Linked DNA regions of Zea mays: all the other regions are linked to region 3. Evidence: chromatin contacts called from public Hi-C data. All regions are on one chromosome and are shown on one strand. Each heading gives the region's core, a stretch centred on a gene start, on an enhancer-like site or on the middle of the called end of the contact. The rest is flanking DNA. Distances are from core to core; before and after follow the strand shown.

Region 1 (2,964 bases), core at 305-2,804, 220 kb after region 3:
CATCAATTTTCTGAACTTAAACCCCCGCTTTTGCAAGGGATTGGTTAAGTACGCTCTCCTTCCTATAAAATGAATCATTAGGTGCACTTGCATGCTATATCTTTGTATCTAGGATTCCAAAGACCATGCAGAGCACCTCTTTCCGGCTTGTACTCCTTCACTGACATGAATCCAAACAATTAACGTATATATTGGTTGTTTCGTTCCCTTTTGTGCTGCTTGCCTGACTGAGCCACAAAGCAACGAGGCGGCACACGAGTGGGCCACAGATGGGCACTACCTAAGACAGAGAGCAATATAATAGGTTCAACGTTGCATGGACTCTAATTATATTGTTACAGATTCTATGCACAGGCCATCGAGTGCGGCATGTGTGGTGTGTTCATGCAGCACACTTGCCATCCTGTAGTTTCTTCGTGACGTAATCGGTCCTCGACGAGGATAAAGTCAGTCAGTCAGCCAGTTTAGCTGACCAGCTTTCTTGTGTAGTCTCGATGCAGATTCAGTGATTGTGTACATCGCATTGCATTGCATCATAGAGGTGCACATAAAGATCTCTATTGCACGGTGGCCCATCAGGGACATCAAAGCAAATGATGTATGAAGTTTGGGTAGATAAGACCAGAACGGTGCGCAGCATGATGGCACAACTCAACTGAATGACTCATGCAATGGGACCATAATAATGGTCAAATACAGTCATATAGCATAATTTCAGATAATGCAGAAACAGACAGTCCATCACAACCTTGTAACTAAGCATCCCCTATTCTATCCTCTATTTCAAACTAACAGTATCAAACAGTGTCATCTACAGTTCCAAGGAAAGTATTTTCCACTGCCCATATTTTCCATGGAGACAGTCTGACAGACCCATTTCCCGAAAGACAAAGAGCACTACTGAAACCTTCAGATTTCCTCCACGGCTCACGGCGGCAAAAGCCCCCAGATTCCCTCGTATCAGATGCCATGCCATAGCTGTCGACTAATCATCGGCCGCACGAATCTCAAGGACACGCCCCCTCAACCCCGGTCCCAAAAACCTCCCGCGCGCAAACGAGGATAACAACGGGAGAGGAGAGCACGAGAGAGACGGCAGCCAAACCAACGAGTATTGGCAACGTTTTGCATCCAAATCCCTACAGATCGATCCAACCCTCGCGGGCAAGAATAACAAAAAAAAATCCAGCAAAAACAACCGATCGCGTGATGCCGTCAAAAGCAACAAATCCAACAGACCCAACCACGATGATACGAACAAGGGAAGGAGACGGACGTGTGTACCTGAGCCCCGATCCTCCTCGACTCCTCGCGACTGGCAGACGGCGGCGCGTCGGCAGAGAGGACGGAAACGATCTCGTCAGGATCGACGGCGGAAGAACCCAAACAAAACGAAACGAAACGTGAGGGGATTGAGAAGAGGGGTCCGAAAACCTACCTCGCGTCGCCTCGTCTCGTCTCGTCTCCGCAAGAACAAAACAACAGTTTTTTTTTCTTTGCGTTCGCGTGCGTATTTGTTCGCCTGATCGGTGGGAGAGGAAGGGACGCGAGGCACCGACGTCGAGGCGGGTCAAAGGGCAGCGCCGGCCGGTCCCACGAGTCGGTGGCAGCGGGAAACCGCGCGCGGTGCCAGTGCCGTGGCTTTCGTGGAAGCCAACCAAGTGTCCAGCTGGTGACGTGATTTGTGTGACTCAAGGACAGGTGGGCCGATTTGCTAGGCCCACACGGAAAGGGCTGCACCGTGCACGGGCTTGGGCAGGATCGTTGGAATTATGGTGTAGTTGTGTACAAATACAACTGCTGTTTTTTTTTAAGGAAAAGATTTATTGAAGTTTCTACTTATACTTTTGATTTATTACGAGAAACAATTAAACTGATAAGCTACTATAAAAACGCCCATCTTTTGCTTAAATCTGTAAAAAATATCTGAAATAAGTTGTACCAAACAAGACCAATATTGGGACATGAAAATTTGAAAGCCATGTTCTAAATCTAAAATAGTAGGATCTAATATTTTTATTTAAAATAATCAATAACAAACTAAAACTTGCAATAACATATAGTGTAATAGAATATATAAAGAAAATATCTATTTTATTTGAATAACATCGTTTTTGGTGGGTTTTTAAATAATATATTCTACAATATGTTTATATTCAATCTTCTCCATAGCTTTAATCGCGAGTGCTATTCTACTAAATATCATGTATTTGTTGTGTCATACTATAACACAAATATAAATTTAGTAGGTTTAATTTAGAGAAACTTCATTCACGCACGCGAACATGTATTAGAATCCTATGAAGATTCATTCTTTGTTCCGCTTTGACGCAACGGTAGGGTAGGAAGGAAGATAGATGTTGCATATTAACATATGTTGTATAAGATTATAAGGGCTAGTTTTGGAACATCATTTTCCCAAGAGATTCATATTTTCCCAAGTAGGAATCCTTTGGAAAAATGGTATTCTGAAACTAACCCTAAAACCAGGGACCAAGCTACACTATAGGTAGCGGATGCAAATGCACCCCAAAAAAATATAAAATCTATAAAATTGGTTAAAATTTTACCATATATGCGCCCGTAAAATAAATTCTTATGTATCCACAAGTCAAATGCACCATCCTTAATTTTGCTCTAGCTTCACCGCTGCCTAAAACTAGAACAATCTGATAATTTTGGGACTCTTAATTTTTTGAGGCTTGCAAGTGCACTGCTCGCACATAGCCCGGGCCTAAGAGCCTTCGTAGAAGAATATAAGATTGTCTCCAACAATAGTCTGTAAACTGTTTTGTCCGGTATATTTAGCTGTCGGCGTTTCGAGACCGGGGGGTCCCTAGGCCGACGAGTGAAATGTCGCCGCGTGCCCCAGCCCAGATGGGTCGGCGCGAGGCCGAGCGCGAAGGGGGGAGAAAGGTGGCCGGAGTCGGGCGTGAGAGAGGTGGAAATCCCGCGGCCTTCGTG
Region 2 (2,903 bases), core at 245-2,744, 170 kb after region 3:
TTGGGGTGTGTGTGCTGTAATGGGGTTCTCTCCCCCTTTCTTATTCTTCTATTAATAGAAAGATGCGCAGCTCTCCTGCGTATTCCAGAAAAAAAAATCACAATCCTAGAAGCCTAACATATTTATCATATATATGATACATAGTGGTATCATATAGCAGCAAATAAGCATGCTTGCTAATGTAAGATGCATAATCAATATCAAGTTTCTGAAACCATAAAGCTGATAATACATAATACTTCTACCGTACACTCATCAATGGTTTAGGACTCGATCAACTTAAAAGGAATATGTAAAAGAGTTGTCAAAACAACAACAAAAGCATTGACGAAACTATTTTCGTGCATTTCCATGTGCCTGGAAGCTATAGAACAGAATATAGCAGCAATATAATTTAAATGCAAAAAATCAGCACTACATTATAGTTACAAGTAGAGTTACTCACACTGCCTTGCAAGCACCAGGAACATGATACTTGAAATGCATTTTTCCCAGCCAATACCTCGCATGTGTATTACCATTGTCAATCTCCAAAGCCAGCTCAAAGTTTTCCTTAGCGCCCTTTACACATGAAGAAAGTTATGTAAAACAAGATGTTAAGACCATTAGTTAAAAAACATTGTCAAGCAGGTGGCCATGAGAGGTTCAACTTAAAAAAGTTAAGCCGGTTAAAAGAACAAGATCAGTGTGATCTAGTGGAATATCTCCACTACACAACTCCAGCCGATTAAGGCCTTGTTCGTTTCTATCAGATTGTACCCGGAATCGTTCCAGTTAATTAAAGTTTATATAAATTAGAGAAGCAATCCGGTTAGGAATCGTTCCGACCCACCAATCCGGCACAAACGAACAAGGCCTAATTCACGGAATATGAAGAGAACTCGTTGCCCCCAAGTTCTCTGTCAATGCTGGAGATATCACAAAATTCAACTAACTAGGCTACAATAAGTGAACCTTTTTTTTGACGGATTAGGTGTTCCCTCATCTCATTGCAGAAAAATGGGAGCGGAAAGAAGATAAACCCTAAGCCGTACCCTTAGAAGCGGGATGAGGCGCTTGTCGTTGAGATCGGCGTAGTCGATGACGCGGTCGACCTCCTGGAGCGCACTCCATCCCTTGGCCACCAGCTCCATCGCCTTCTTGTTCCTGTCGTGCATCCACCTCTGCAACCAGACAACAAAATAAGAAATATACCGCTTCAGGATTTCAGTTCATCACCAGCGCCACTACTATAAAACATGGCTATCATCATATGAGATCCACCCACGTCCCAATTGACGCGCCTAACCTGTTGGTTCAGTACGGCGGCGAGCTGGCTGGAGCGCATGGAAGAAGAGGAAAACGAGGCGGCGGCGGACAGCCGCCGCGCCGACGCCGCAAGCATGACGGCGCGTTGGCCACGGAGAGCGGCGCGGAGGCCTAGCCGGCGGCTACAGCTGGTGCTCCAGCGGCGACGCCACCCCGCACTCCCGTCGTCTTCGTGTTCTTCCAGCGGCTGCGGCCCTGCAGGCGAGGTGAGCACGGAAGCAGCGGGGTACCTAGGAACGCCGAATGTCCTATCCGTCCTCGCGTAAAATATTTTTTTTTCGATATCTCATTTTTTCCTTTATACATTAAACATCTATATTAACAACATATTTCCTTATTATTAACGGACGGCGCCTACTAGCTCATTCACGTCGTCAGAAAACTTTGTAGCCGTTCGATGATGGATCATTAGTCCATCTTCCTTGCTCTCTCATACGCCCCTCGTACTTATCGCCTCTAGAGACTTCCAAGTGACGCTAGCGTCAGCCTCGTCTCGCTCGTTTTGCTCCGTCTCTCTTCCTCCTCACTTCCCACCCACCCTCGTTTTGCTCCGTCTCTCTTCCTCCTCACTTCCCACCCACCCTCGCTCGTTTTGTTCTGTCTCTCTTTCTCCTCACTCCCTCCGTCGATCCTCTGCAGCTTGCATCGGTCGACCAGTAGTCTTCCACTGTAATCGCCTCTCATTATTCTTTCTGCCACGCTCCTCTTCGTCCTTACTCCCTCCGTCTTGTCTATCTGTAGCCACTTCGTCTTCCTACGTTTTTGCCAGGTTAGAAAAAGGCATGTTTTCTTTTTTCCCGATACTTTGTCCTTCTAGCAGATCTAGTTCCTTCTGCTTCACATTTATTGGATCTGTTAGTCGCTTCTTACGATTCGCATCTTAGATTTTTGGATTCGTTGGGCGCCTTAAACCGCAACCATATTTCTCCTCTAAGGTCTGTGTCTTGTCTTCGGCGTGAAAAGTGAATCACCCCACCTCCAAAAAATTACTTTGCCCCCCCCCCCATGTTACAGTTAACGTTCTTCGCTCCTTACTCTCTGCGTGTTATTTCATATTTACACAGTACATGGATGAATATTCTTTCGAAAAAAGATGTTAAGTAACTTAGTGACTCTCCTTAACACTGTAGGATTTGAGGCTGTCATAGTATGCTCTCTGACCGTGCTGGCGGGAGGAAGGAGGTGTGTATATAGTTTTCTTGCATTATTTTCCTGTGACTATTCTCATCCCTCCTATATGTTCTTTCAGATGATTTAAGTTCTCTGCGTTTATAACCAGAAAGAGGAGGATAATCCAATCATGGTAACTAAATAGTAGGTAGTAATGTTTCACGGTAAATCACAGTGCTCGAATGCGATATGATCTTTGACTCGGAGTATTGAAGACTAATTTAGTTTGAGTTTGAGATTAGTTGTTTTTGTCATTAATAAACTCACATTGGCATCTGGTTACGAGCTCACTACTAGATTTTAGATCTCCAGTTTTGGTGTACTTTTGCTGCATGTGTCTCCCAGAGTTGCAGATTTGCAGGTAGCACCTGATTCTTTTTTATTTTTGGATTGAGATACAGTGAAATTTATATTTGCCTGTTCCC
Region 3 (2,963 bases), core at 16-2,515:
TAATCTTTGCGGCACACTGGACAGTCCGGTGCCTCTGTCCGGTGCACCTAGCCATTGGATCTGACACCGCAGGTGACCGTTGGCGCGTAGGCTTTTCACACAGGACAGTCCGGGGTTCACACCGGACAGTCCGATGGCTTCTCTTCACCAGTGCCACTAGGAACTAGTCGTTGGGCTACAGTTCCCTGATGCACCGGACAGTCCGGTGTGCCAGACCAGATAGTCCATCGTGGCAACACTTCCTTTGTTTCTTAGACTTCACTTGATCTTCATAATGTCTTCTTTTAAGGTGTTGCTTTCCTCAATGCCTTAGTCCAAGTAACTTTAACATCATGTGAACTACAAAAACAAACACATTAGTCCACATGTTATGTTGATTATCAAACAACAAAACCTATTGAACCAAATGGCTCGGGGTCCATTTTCCTTACAACCTCCACGCCATGTTGCACTCTGCTCAAGCAACCTCATCGCTGATCATCCACTCCCAATTTGCTTCATCGAAGGCTATAGAGGAACAAGGACAAAAGAGGAGGAAATGAGAAGTTGAGAAGACGAACCACTTCATCTCCTGTCTATCGTATAATTGCGTGTTGTAGGATGTGGAAAGCGTGGGCCAAGGTGCCACACTTACAGCCGGATAAAACCACTCCATGTCGTGCTCCACGTCACCAGAATAGGTCTATTAAACCACTAGAAAGTGTTGGGTGTATGCTATTGTAAGGATAATAGTTGAACATCTGTTTTAAGGACTAGCATATAACCTGTGCTAACACTACGATCCCAGGGGAGGGGTCGATGACGACAGCGCGAGGGGAGGGGTTAACAGTGGCAGCGACGATGCGAGTGAGGGGAAGGGTGCGGCAGGGACAGGGGAGGGGGGATGGAAGGCTGGGGCAGCGGGGACACAGGAGAGGGGGAAGGATAATTGATAATCTAAATAATATTGTCCATTTAATTTAAGGGAGAGAGAGTTATCCACCGATCTAAACCGTTGATTTTGATAGTGTGTTAAGTCCGATTACAGTTTGTTTTATTGATTTAATGGAGGTTATGTGTGTGAGAGTGATTTGATTAGATGAATTTTGTAAAGTTTAAACTGGTGAATTATATATGGTCAAAAGTTTATGTAGTCTTTTTCCCCGTCGCATTCCGTGTGGTCGTCCGAGCCGGCCCAGGCCTGCTCGCCGAGGACGAGATGCTCCGCGCTTCCTTATCAACACGGGCCGCTCGCTCTCCTTCTACCAGCCTGCTCCGGTCCTCTTGGAGTTGGGCCTGCCCACCTCCCGGCCGGTCCGCCGCGCGGTTCCAGTTTCGCCTCTCGTCGCCGGTCCTGGCGAGCCCCGCCTCCTTGATCTCCGACCAGCAGCTTCCCCACTGCCCACTCCCCAGCCCCGGACGTGCCCTTCGCCGGTGCTGTCATGGCGTTCGGCCGACGGAGCCCCGGATCCTCGCGGCACCCTCCCGCGCTCACCATCGTCACGGCGCTACTCCTCGCCTCCCTCTACTTCGCCGCCGCGGCGGCGGCTCTATCGCCCACCGACGCGATGCACAACAACAACTGGGCCGTGCTCGTGTGTACCTCCCGCTTCTGGTGAGCCCTCTTCATCCTCCTCGTCTGCCCATGCCTGGATAGGCATAACTTCAGCGGGTTTCGTGTGAGGAACTAGTAGAATACTAAATAGGGCGCAGTCTAGTGAAGTTGTACTTGTATTGAATTCACTGCGCTGTCCATAGAGCTTGTTGCGCGCTCATGTGACATCTAATTGGTGGCGGCGGATCACACAAATGACTGTATTAAGTAGTGTATGGTTTTTGGATCTCTATCCCATTGATAATGAATCGAAGTTCGCACTTGCATGTACCGGTAATTGCTTGCATGGATGATCACTGGAAGTTGAGGTGGAATTGACAGTAAGAAAACACACAACAGGGAGTGAGAAACTGAGCTTCTCAAACTTCCATCTCTGGAATTTGGTTGAAACAGAATCGTATTGTTTGGCCAGTCTGTTTGGCTCTGTTCAGAACTAAAACGACAATTCCAATCAATTCAGTGAAGCCCACCAGAGCAAGATAAAATTCATGGCTTGATACGTGGAAAGTTCAATTCCATTTTATTCTACTATTTACTCGCCTGCTGGCTGCTGCCCCTGTCATTGGAAGCATCTGACCTGTTCCTTGTAACTGTTAGACAACCATGGGTTCACAACAACATTAAAGGAGCACTATCGAGCATGCCTGCTTGGCTGCTCAAAGATACTGGAAAAAGCATTCCAATTCAGGGGATCCAAACGGGTCGTAATAGTATTGGTTACTATTTTTGCTGCAATACCTGAGGTTTATTACAAAATTCTAGAATGATTTGGCAGTTGAGTTCTCTTCTCAATGAAGATAATCCAGCAACAGATTTGTCATTTTGTCGCAGGTTAAGAATAATCATGCTTCAAAAGTCAAGTGCTTTGAGTAACTATGTGAGTTCAGTTGTGACTATCACTAACCAACCTAACAAGGTCAAAAGTCCTTAAACAGAGTATTCATCTAGATTGGCACAGTTTTACATGTCTGTTCAGTTGTAAGTGACTTAATTATGTTAGAGATGTCTCCATTTCAGATGCATGTCATGTTCCCATAGTCTAATCAGACAGTAGCGTTCAGCTAGGGCCTAGGTGGATAATGCTTTACATTATTTGCGCACGACTCTTACTCATGATTATTGTTAATGTTCGCAGGTTTAATTATCGACACATGGCGAATACATTGTCCCTATACAGGTATAGTATTAATTTAGTTTCATGTGTAATTATTGATTCATTCTCTATTTTGTGTCTACAGCTTATTCCATTTTGTTGCCTTTTGTTTCCTTTCAGGACTGTTAAGAGATTAGGAATACCTGATGAGCGAATCATACTTATGTTGGCGGACGATATGGCCTGTAACCCAAGGAACAGCTATCCTGCCCAAGT

Evidence for each region. Hi-C and Micro-C count contacts between places; a contact is called where the count stands out from the background.
Region 1: a contact with region 3 is called in a Hi-C map of tassel, with 4 times the contacts expected there. The contact joins the promoter of LOC606475 here to the promoter of LOC100273218 in region 3. A contact is called at or near these places in 2 of 25 Hi-C or Micro-C datasets (bundle sheath and tassel).
Region 2: a Hi-C map of endosperm shows a contact between it and region 3, with 2.3 times the contacts expected there. The contact joins the promoter of LOC100191579 here to the promoter of LOC100273218 in region 3. A contact is called at or near these places in 4 of 25 Hi-C or Micro-C datasets (ear, endosperm, leaf and 1 more).

The regions. Positions count from the first base shown.
Region 1 is chr4:240,378,244-240,381,207 of Zm-B73-REFERENCE-NAM-5.0, reverse strand. LOC606475 reads right to left here and starts at 1,554. Exons shown (of 5, transcript NM_001309486.1): 1 at 1,439-1,554; 2 at 1,285-1,315.
Region 2 is chr4:240,429,994-240,432,896 of Zm-B73-REFERENCE-NAM-5.0, reverse strand. It overlaps LOC100191579, which reads right to left and starts at 1,494. Exons shown (of 8, transcript NM_001137009.1): 1 at 1,289-1,494; 2 at 1,035-1,163; 3 at 446-561. The coding sequence starts at 1,384. It also overlaps the pseudogene LOC100533160.
Region 3 is chr4:240,600,912-240,603,874 of Zm-B73-REFERENCE-NAM-5.0, reverse strand. It overlaps LOC100273218, which reads left to right and starts at 1,265. Exons shown (of 10, transcript NM_001147660.1): 1 at 1,265-1,594; 2 at 2,730-2,771; 3 at 2,868-2,963. The coding sequence starts at 1,422.